2 separate regions of the Arachis hypogaea genome follow, and region 2 is linked to region 1. The links are chromatin contacts, called in public Hi-C maps. All regions are on one chromosome and are shown on one strand. The core of a region is the stretch at or near the end of the contact, and the rest is flanking DNA. Distances in the headings are between cores, read along the strand shown.

Region 1 (5,354 bases), core at 2,421-4,920:
TGAGATTGAGGAGACAACTCAGGAGACTAAGGCTGCACTTGAGAAGATAGTTAATGTGAGATTGAGTGCAGCACAGCCAAAAAATGTTCCCAAGCAGTCATCTGATACAAAGTATATTAAGTATAAGCCTTCACAGCAGAATGCGGCTTTCAATTCTGGGGCGAAAGAGAGGGTTATTAGGATGGTTGAGATGCCAGTTGATCCACTTGAGCCTCCAAAGTTCAAGCATAAGCGTGTCCCCAAGGCATCCGGCTCCCCTCCAGTGCCTGTGATGCATTCGCCTCCGAGGCCAGTTACTGTGAAAGACCAGCAGGATTGGAAGATACCTCCTTGTATTTCTAATTGGAAGAATCCAAAAGGTTATACTATCCCTCTTGACAAGCGTCTTGCAGCTGATGGGAGAGGTCTTCAGGATGTTCAGATTAATGATAATTTTGCAAAGCTTTCAGAGGCATTATATGTTGCAGAGCAGAAGGCTAGAGAAGCAGTTGCAATGAGGTCCAAGGTTCAGAAGGAGATGCTTCTAAAGGAGAAGGAAAGGAAAGAACAGGAGCTGAGGGCTTTGGCCCAGAAAGCACGTTCAGAGAGAACTGGTGTAGCCCCTCCAGCTGCCATTCCTGTTCCATCTGAGAGGAGCGCCATGGATGATGCTGACATGGCAGATGATTATGAGCAACCACGTGAACGCGAAAGAGGTGAAAGGGAGAAGAACTATCCAAAGGAGTCAAGGGAGGAAAGGGAGGAGCGGCTGCATAGGGAAAAAATCCGTGAGGAACGGCGAAGAGAAAGGGAAAGGGAGAGACGATTAGAGGCTAAGGATGCTGCTATGGGAAAGAAAAGCAAGATCACAAGAGACAGGGATCGTGATATAAGTGAGAAAGTTGCTCTTGGTATGGCTTCTACCAAGGCGGGTACTGAGGTCATGTATGATGAGAGGCTATTCAACCAGGAAAAAGGAATATCATCTGGATTTGCCACTGATGATCAGTACAATGTTTATGACCAAGGCTTGTTCACTGCACAGCCAACACTCTCAACCCTCTATAGGCCAAAGAAGGATGTTGATAATGAGACTTATGGCGGTGCAGATGAGCAGTTAGAGAAGATTAGGAAGACGGATCGATTCAAGCCTGATAGAGGATTTGCGGGGACTTCTGAAAGGTCTGGACCCAGGGACAGGCCTCTTGAATTTGAGAATCAAGATGAAGCTGATCCATTTGGTCTGGATCAGTTCTTGACAGACGTCAAGAGTGGTAAGAAAGCAATGGAAAATGTTGGTAGTGGAGGAACAATGAGAGCAAGTGCCGGATCTTCAATGCGGGATGGTTATGAGGGAGGTTCTGGTAGGACTCGCATTGGATTCGAAAGAGGCCACTAAGTAGATTATTATCAAATGATGTCAATTTCTGATGGCTGGTCAGTTCACTCCTACATATTCCAACTGGTGGTTTAGGTTGTGTTTGAACTTGGAATTTTCTAAAATGTCTCTGTACTCTGGTTCTAAAATGTTTATGGCTTTTGATTGAGTTATATGTCAAATGAAATCATGAATTGGAATGTTTTAAAGTAGATATTTGCCTATTGATGGTAAGTAGTCTCTTAAAAATCTGGACTCCTTGATGTTGAATCGAAATATTTGCTACGGTTTCATAATATATAGATATACCCAGATGAAAGATGTTGATTTCAGTTCTTATATCCTTTCTATTTCAATTTCATACATTTCACTTGAATATTCATTTCAGAATAACAAATTTCTTTGAAGTTCAAATATTTTGTGTGTTCTCCTAGTTTTAGGTATCTTATTGAGTGTCATACACTGATGACAGACACAGCAAGTTTGCTGCAATAGTCTGGTTTTTTGCCAAACAAACAATAATAATGGTAGTAAAATCTTCCTGATTTTTTCTTTTGCTGGATTAATGTTCAATTTTGTTCTCCATCGTCACATGAATTAAGTTTTGAGTGCATCGTTTTATGAATCAGTCAAACTTGATAATGATTAAAATATCATCCATGTAACTATATCGTAACTAAATTGGATCTTAATCTTGATTGATTTTGGATTTCCTTTTTTTTATTTTATTTTTTTATCCCAAAAGTTTAAAACAATACTTCGTCATATATGAAATGGGTTTTCAGACCCATTGATGCCTACTCCATTTCATCTAAAAGACCAAATTGGTGAGACAAATCTTTATTGAAATCCCATATATCTTGATGTCTAACATCACCAAATTGTATCAGTAATTCACGATGAAATTTGTTTATGACATATTCAATTGTCGTTATTATTTTTATGTTCAAGCAGCCAAAAGTGTTCTTATATACCCACTATTTCCGAAGTCTTGCATACGGGGGATAATTTTGGTTTTTGGATAGACAGTTTAAAAGGACGTTTCACATTACTAAGTGTATTCAACATTAATTATTATTATTAGCATTACTCAATATTTTAATTCAATCATGTTGCATGCATATAAAGAATTATTACTCATATAAATTAAATATTAGAAAATAGAATACACATTAAAAATATATAAAGTAATACACACAAATACAAATACAAATACATGGTGGTTGGTTTTAGTATGTATATACTATATAGTATAGTATTTTCCATTACTATTTTTACCAAGGAATTATGTGCTCAATTTTAAGGTTTATGTCAATTTTCTATATTTTTTTTTCTTAAAAATTAGAGAAAATAAAAGACACAAATAATCTGTTTCACTTCCAACTATCAAAGCATCAAACATAGTGGAAGTGTTTATTGGAATCTCAACCTTTGGACTCCTTCAAATTGATGGATAAAAAAGAATGAGAGTTTCCAGTGAAGTAGCACCTTATACCCAGAGATGAGCACCATATGAAATTCAGAACAAATAGCTATTTTATTGTTGCAACTTTTCAAACAAACAGCATAAATTCCAAATCATTCATGTTCAACTAATTACTACTAGTACTTATTCATAACAAAGTTATACACTAGAACACACAAAGGATACATCAACTGAAGAAGTAGTAGTAGCTTTATTGCATTTCTTGGTAGCCACTCACATGATTACTTCAAGTTTTAACTGCTTCTTGCATGGTCTCCAAAGCTCCCTGAATCCTCTGAGCCATCACCTGCAAACCCGAACCAATGAAAAGATCGAGATCTTCCGGCCGCCACCCTTGGACAGGTTCAACTTCATATAGCCACTCAATCTCGCAGCCCTGATCTTCCTTAGGTGTCACCTTCAAGGTCGAAATGTAGGAGCAGAATCCAACATTTCCATCTATGATTGAGTAGCTAAATGTATGCAATGTTGGGTCAATGGACAAAAGCTTCTGCTTAGTCCAATTTATAGTTTGTTTGCCTTGTTCATCCACAGGGGTCTTGAATCCGGCACAGAAGCGCACGCAGCCGGGTCGGCCGGAGATGCCTTCGACAGCAAGGCATGTAGAGAGAGTAGGGAACCACTTGTCAAGGCCAAAGAAATCTTCCAAGAGAGGCCATACTTGCTCTACTTTGAATCCTAGTACTTCTGTTTTGGCCTTGCCCTTCCATTTTTCAACTTGTTGATTTGAAGCTTCCATCATATTACAAATTCCACACAAAACACAAGTATGATAAGCTCTGTATTTATAATCTCATGATAGTGGCCTAATTACATAACATGTATCAGAATCCATCAATTTTTTCTCCTTTTTTTTAAGAGAAACTCTTGAGGATAGCAATTTTTAATATTTTGTGTCATTATTTGGCCAGCACAAGCACAAAATTATTTTTAACAAATAAATTTTATTAGTTTATGTGTATAAATTCTGAAAAGTATATGTATAACTATAAACTATATTGATTCATATATGCAAAATTTTGATAAATATAGATACAAATTATATGTTTTTTGTGTGTAAAACGTGTAAAAATGAGCGCAAATTATTATGGGTCAAACATAATAATATTTGCTGGTCATGTAGATTTTTTTTTAAATAATAAGAAAAAGAGATATATGGATAAACAAAGGTTAGTTTTCGCGCTCATTTTTTTGGATATGCAAATTCTGTATGTGTTGTGCATGGGTATGGAGGTGGGTGGTGCTAGACATGAATGTGGGATAATTTTTTTTGAACCATAAAGTGTTGTCCGATTTCTTCGTTAAAAAAATTATGAACACAAATCGGATGGAAGGGAAAATCGAAGGATCCGATTTGTACTTTTAAATTTTTTTTATTTTAAAAACAAAAATCGGATGGTCCGATTTCAATATTAAATATTTTTTTAATTGTTTAAAATACAAATCGGACGGTCCAATTTGTGTAATGCAATTTTTTTAAATTTTTTAAACACAAATCGGAGGGTCCGATTTGTTCTTGACACCACAACTGCGTAAAGCACCCATACACTCCATAACTATGTCCTACACCATTCCTCTTTCTATATCTAAATTAAAAAGTGTAGTTTTCGAACTAATCCTTAAAAGATCATTAGGAATCAATTTGATCATTAAAAAATTCAACACCTTAATTGGATTCTTAAAAAATATTAACATAAGAGAAATTAATTTTTCTAACTTGTTATGGTTAAGTACCATATGACATATTAAGAAAGTGATACACGACATATTTTTATCTCACATATTAGTGTGACGTATCAACAAGAAGTTAATGAAATGACCTACTTAACTCATATCATATATTTTTCAGGAATCAAATTGAGACATTAAACATTTAAAGTGACCAAATTGACTTATAAAAGATGTTTCAAAAACCATTTCAAAAATTAACCCTTATAAATAATTAATTTTAATTGGCATGTCTAAACTTTATCCTATTTTTTTTTTGGACAGGAACTTCATCCTAATTTAATTATAATGCTTGACATTGTGAGAGTATTTTGAATTACAGAAGATTTTTTATTAGGCCTAATTTTTTTAGTCACTTATTCGGCCTATCATTAATAAACTAAGAAATGTGTGTATCGTGTATACATTTTTTATAAGAAAATATTAACATGCATTTTTCTTTTTGGTTTTTAGAAAGAATGATAAAAATGAATATAATTAGATAAAATGATCTGAATTTTATCTAATATACTGAAGATTATATAAGTTGTCTTTTTTAATTTTGATATGATTATGGAAGATTTGTTTTTACAGAAAATGGTAAAAAAATGTGAGTTACGTGGATATATTCTGTCTGAAATTCGCTTTTAACATATTCCTTTTTTTACAATTCGTCTCTGACAAATTTCATTTATAAATATTTTTTCTAGAAAAAAATTCACTCACAGTGAATTTATTTTCCATTTTTTTTAAATTACAATTCATTTCAGACAAATTCATTTTTTAAAAGTTTTAGAAAAATAC
Region 2 (5,366 bases), core at 1,651-4,150, 54 kb after region 1:
AGATATATTGGATGTTTATTTTATTAGTGTACGGATGGTTATTTTAATATTAAAATTTAGAGAATTAATTTAGAGATGTAATGTGTTTTTATTTGATTGGTAATTGTTCATATTGTTCAATAAAGTCATTATCCCTCTAACATTCCTCTTTATTAAAAGAGTAGAAAAGGAGGAAAGAAAAATAATAATGGAAGTTGGGATAGAGACCGTGACTATATATTAGTGCTTTTTTATTAAATTAATTATCTATTAGAAGTGCTTATGTGTCTCTCTATCTTTAACCAGGCTATATCTTTATTTTCAGTTGGCAGTTATTTGTAACTTTTTGTAACATCACGATCAATTAAAAGATAGCGCCACTAATAATTCCAATTTATTAGTAAATCTCCTATGTCCAAAAAAGCTTAATCAAATCTGTCCACGAGTTCTGAGAGAGAAAATGAAAGGTTTTGAGGGGAGGAAGGAGAAGTGAAAGAAAGATTTGAGATTTTTAAATATTGTCTTGTTCACAAATTTAAAGGAGTTTATTACATATTTTTTATAATTTTATTTTTTATTAAAATATTACATACAAATAACATAGTCAAAATTGTGACTCAACTTGCGAAATCGCACACTTTAGCGATTTTGCAGTTTCTCTTCGTTCTGATTTTGTTGTTCAAGTGAGAGCAATGCTATTCACGTGGAATCGTCGAGAAAAGTTGCAAAATGGCTGAAATCATGATTTTGTCAGCAACCCTGTGTGAAAGGAAGAAGACCAATCCATAAGTGGTGTTTCAATGTTCTCTGATCGACTTAGTTTGGAATCTAACCCGAATCCAGGCCAAACGCGTGGAGAAAAAAAAGCTAGAAAAGAACCCTAGATTGTTTCATTTATGCATTTCTCTCCTTCAGGGACTTAGCCTCCCTCCCTAGAAGTAGAGATGATTCTGAATCTCTAGTTTTCTCAAACAATGAGACTTTAGTATCTCAATTAATTTCTCTATTCTTTTCTCCTTTTGTCGTTGCTAGAGCTAATTGTCTTGGCTGAGATAGGACCTGCAACGGTACTTTTAGCCTCTTCTTTACTACTTTATTCTAGTCGTGTCTATACTAGTGAACATCACGTGAACATTAGTTTAGAAAGACACATAGCTTGAATTTGCTCTGAGCCTCTAATTTGAGTGCTTTATGCCTTTACCTGAATTCTTTTATTTTAAAACGTTTCAATTAGTGAATTTGTTAACGTGTGAATTGAGCGTGCAACTCCTTTCTTTTTATGAATATATATGCTTTATTGTAATATTCTGAATCTGATTTTATGTTTGAATTATGGGTAAAGTACTAAATTGGTCCCCTATGTTTGGGCGTAATTCTGTTTTGATCCTTAAAGTTTAAAGTGTCCTATTTGAATCCAAAAATGTTTTATTTAGCATCAATTTAGTCCCACATTGAAGTCAAAGTTAAATAATTAACGAAATGTCCTACATAACAACAGTACAAGAACAAAATCGATAATCTGGAGAACATGTACAAACTCTAGAGGCACAAAATCAACCGTTGATGCATCAATATATTTATTTATTATTTTTCTTATAATATAAATAAAATATTTTCTATAGAATTAAAGAGAATGATAAATAAATGTATTGATGCATCAACGGTTGATTTTGTGCCTCTGGAGCTTGTACTTGTTCTCCAGATTATCGATTTTGTTCTTGTACTGTTGTTATGTAGAATATTCTGTTAATTGTTTAAGTTTGACCTCACTATGGGACTAAATTGATGCTAAATGAAACTTTTTTGGATTCAAATAGGACACTTTAAACCTTAAGGACTAAAATAGAATTACGCCCAAACATAGAGACCAATTTAATATTTTACCCTTAAATTATTAAATAAATATGTTTTTAAGTGATTTAATGAATCTGTTCTAATTAGTGTTATGCTTAACTATGTGTGATTTTGTTTAGAGACTTGTTTATGAAACTAATTTTACATTATATTTTTTATATTTTTTATTTTTTATGATTTATAAAATATATTTACATTCTGTCTAATAATTTTATAAATTACGATTTTACATTAATCTTTCATGTCAAGATAGAAACTACAATTTTACTATCTTGCATATAATTACTAAGTGTGTATAAATAATTATATTACATACTATAAAATATTTTTAATTATATTTAAAAAATTCAGATAGTTAGTATTTATTGATAATTTATGTTATTGTTATATTTCAACAAATATATTTTAATTAAAAATTTTAAAATATAATGAGTAACAGCTGTTTTATCAAAATTAAAAAGACACCACCAAGATGGGTCCAGCTTGATGTTCCAACCAATCTTGTTTGTCATGGCCCAATAATGCTTACCCTAGTTACTCTTTAGTTACAAGACTAACGAAGTATCTGTCCCAAAAAAAAAAAAAAAAAGACTAACGAAGTAAAGGTATTTGTTGTCTCTACCAAACCATCTTATGATCTAAACAATTATCAATTAGTTGCTGCAGGTATAAAATAAGAGTCGAATTTCTGATATTTATTCAACTAGACGAATGAGTTAGATATTTGGCCAATTTAAGTCGGTATGTCCTTATGAGTATTTTATCCTACCCATTTTTTGATATAATATATTTTTTTTGTTCATGGTATTTTTCAGTCCGATAGACTAAGGTATTTAGCATGGATCTGAGCTTCACTTAAAGGTCTGTCACTAGTTAGTGGGTTGCTGCATGCACAAGGCGAAATTCAAATTCCAAATACTTATTTAAATGGATGAATGAGCTTATCACTTGACCAATCAAGTTGGTTTTTTGGTATAATATTATTTTTTTGGTATAATATTTTAGAACCTCCCATTTAAGCAGGCCCAATGTTTGGTTCCATGTAGATTTGGGCTTCCATATCCAACAAGTGCATCCGAGTTGTTTTGTTTTGTACAATTTTGATTTGACCCAATGCCACACATAAAGTTTGGGTCAAACCACAAAAGAGTTATTAATTATAAACTTTGGTTGTTGAAGGCCCAAATATAAATAAACCCTTAGGCCACACCCAAAAAAAAAAAATAGAGGTAGTTGTATTTTGAAATAGCAAAATAGATCATTTTGAAGAGGGAGATTCGTGGCTGAGGCATGTGATATAATAGCAAAGCTGTTTTCCTCAAACAAAACCCCACCGGATTTGAGTCCTAGCGTAGTTGCTAAGTTAGTGTGTGTGAGTGGTAGGGGTGTGCATGGTTCGGTCCGGTTTGAAGATTTGGTCTGGTTTCGAACACTTTAGAAGCTAATTTGGTGTGATTTTACTGGGTCAAAGACTGGGTAAAGGTCTCAAAAATCGACCCGGTCATTATTTCGGGTCGAGTTTGGGCCATGACTCGGGTCTCCCGAACTCAGCCCGTGGCCCGGTTATCATATACAATTAATATTTTTTCTGTTATTAGTGATGGATGATAGCTATTCTTATGTGAAATTTAAGTACTGTAAACCTTAATATTTTGTTTTATTAGTTATTATAAGATTATAAGTTAATGTTTTATGTTTAAAATGCATAAGATTTTAGACAAATGCATAATATTGTGTTATTTGTATTGATTTAAATATTAGGTGTTATTAGACAATATTAGTATTGATTATGGATATGCTTTAATTTTAGAGAATAGTTGGTTCTTGTTATATTTTTCTAAATGAATTTTACTATGTTAAATAATGGTTGGAGTCTTGAAAATTTAGATATTTTCACATGCTAGCTTATAAGAAAGTATCAAGACAATGTAATGTTAATGGCTCGGTTTTCACTCAATTTTTATCTGGTATAATCGTGGCCCGAAAATATATAGGTTTCATTGGGTCTAAAGTCGGGTTCGGATCTAATAAATATGTCCGGTGTATATTTCGAATCGAATTTGGGTCATATCAAACCTGATTTTATCCGATTCATGCACATCCCTAATGAGTGGAATGTGTTAGACCAAAAAATAAATAAAAAAGAGAGAGATTCTATGATGTGAATAGGCTTTAAAAAAAGCGAAGCAAGTAACCACTGCAGCCATGTGGAGTGGCTGTTAAGCTACTACTAAGGTTTTTCTTTTTCTTTTTTTATTTTTAACTTTTTATGATGAGAAGTGGACACAACAACTAATTTCTCAAACCAAATGAAAATTAAAAATGATTTTTATTGTTTACACTATTATATAATGAATCATCTAACCATAAATAAATTTTTTTACTTAATGGATGTAAATTCAAATCACTTTTAAACAATCAGAATTATATTTAAAGTATTTAAATATATTATGCAGTCCATTAGAAAATTTATTTTCTATTCACATTTATAATATATTATATTTTCAGTCTTCTATTTTTAATGTGATTTTTAGGAACTTTTTAATTTTTTTAAGAGCATCTCCAATAAAATATTTTTGAAATATTATTTTTGATATTTTAAAAAAATTAATTAATTTAGGATTAAAATTTGTATTGGAGTTGATTGATAAAATAAAATTGGTATTACTTTAGAAATATGATTTTTTCTTAATGAAAAATCAATAAAATTTTACCACTTATATAATTATATTGATAAAATTATTAAAAATAATCTAAAATTCTAACTAAGATTAAGTATTAAAAGAACAAATTTTACTTTTAATTTTAAATTATTATCTGTTACATATGTGGAAATTATTTTTTTTATGGAAGTTACGGTGCTGTATTGGCCAAATATTGAGAATGTAGGTGTATTGCCGAATGGTGGGATTCAGTTTCAACACGGTAGGGGCGTGTTGACAGTGCCTTAGAGGCGTGTCAGGCAATGGAAACACGCATGTGGGCGTGGTGAGGTGGGTTGGAGGGATGTGTGGCACAGCCCTGCCAACACGCAGGGGCGTGTTGCCTCTGAATCTTGGCAGGCCAGCAGAGTCTTTGCTCCTTTCCGAGGAGTCTGGAGCAACACGGGGGGGCGTGTTGCAGGTGGTCTGCATGCAGGGGACAGCCCCCCACTTCGGTAATTAGCAACGTTCAAAGTCCCTCTATAAATTGAACTTCTGGAACCATTTCTCATGCATGAATGCTTCATATGTTTACTGTGAGAGGAGAAGTTGAGAGAGTGAAGAGATAAGTGTAAGAATTAAGTTTTTTTGTGTGTTGTTGTTGAATGCTTCACAATTTGATTGTGAGAGAAGAAGTTGAGAGGCTGAAGAAGAGTCTATTAAAAGATATGTTAGATGCCAGATTTTTTGTTTGTTGGGTTCAACCCTATTCACGGATATGTCAACCGCATATGCCCATGCGAAGTATCTACCCTTACTTTGCGATTTCGAGCGGATCCATACTTATAGTTGGGGGTCAACATGTCTCACGCATCTTTATAGAGCACTATA

Evidence for each region. Hi-C and Micro-C count contacts between places; a contact is called where the count stands out from the background.
Region 2: a Hi-C map of leaf shows a contact between it and region 1, with 2.8 times the contacts expected there. The contact joins the enhancer-like site here to the promoter of LOC112751253 in region 1. A contact is called at or near these places in 2 of 8 Hi-C or Micro-C datasets (leaf and an unstated tissue).

The regions. Positions count from the first base shown.
Region 1 is chr15:149,434,333-149,439,686 of arahy.Tifrunner.gnm2.J5K5, forward strand. LOC112751253 (lachrymatory-factor synthase) reads right to left here and starts at 3,671. Exons shown (of 1, transcript XM_025800331.3): 1 at 2,876-3,671. The coding sequence starts at 3,585. The coding sequence ends at 3,070. It overlaps LOC112751252 (SNW/SKI-interacting protein A), which reads left to right. Exons shown (of 3, transcript XM_025800330.3): 3 at 1-1,696. The coding sequence ends at 1,378.
Region 2 is chr15:149,488,686-149,494,051 of arahy.Tifrunner.gnm2.J5K5, forward strand. No RefSeq gene overlaps it. Among protein-coding and RNA genes, the nearest start is that of LOC140179414, 11 kb to the right of the region's middle. Within about 2 kb of position 2,901, at least 3 of the 3 cell types and tissues checked have open chromatin away from gene starts, as enhancers often do.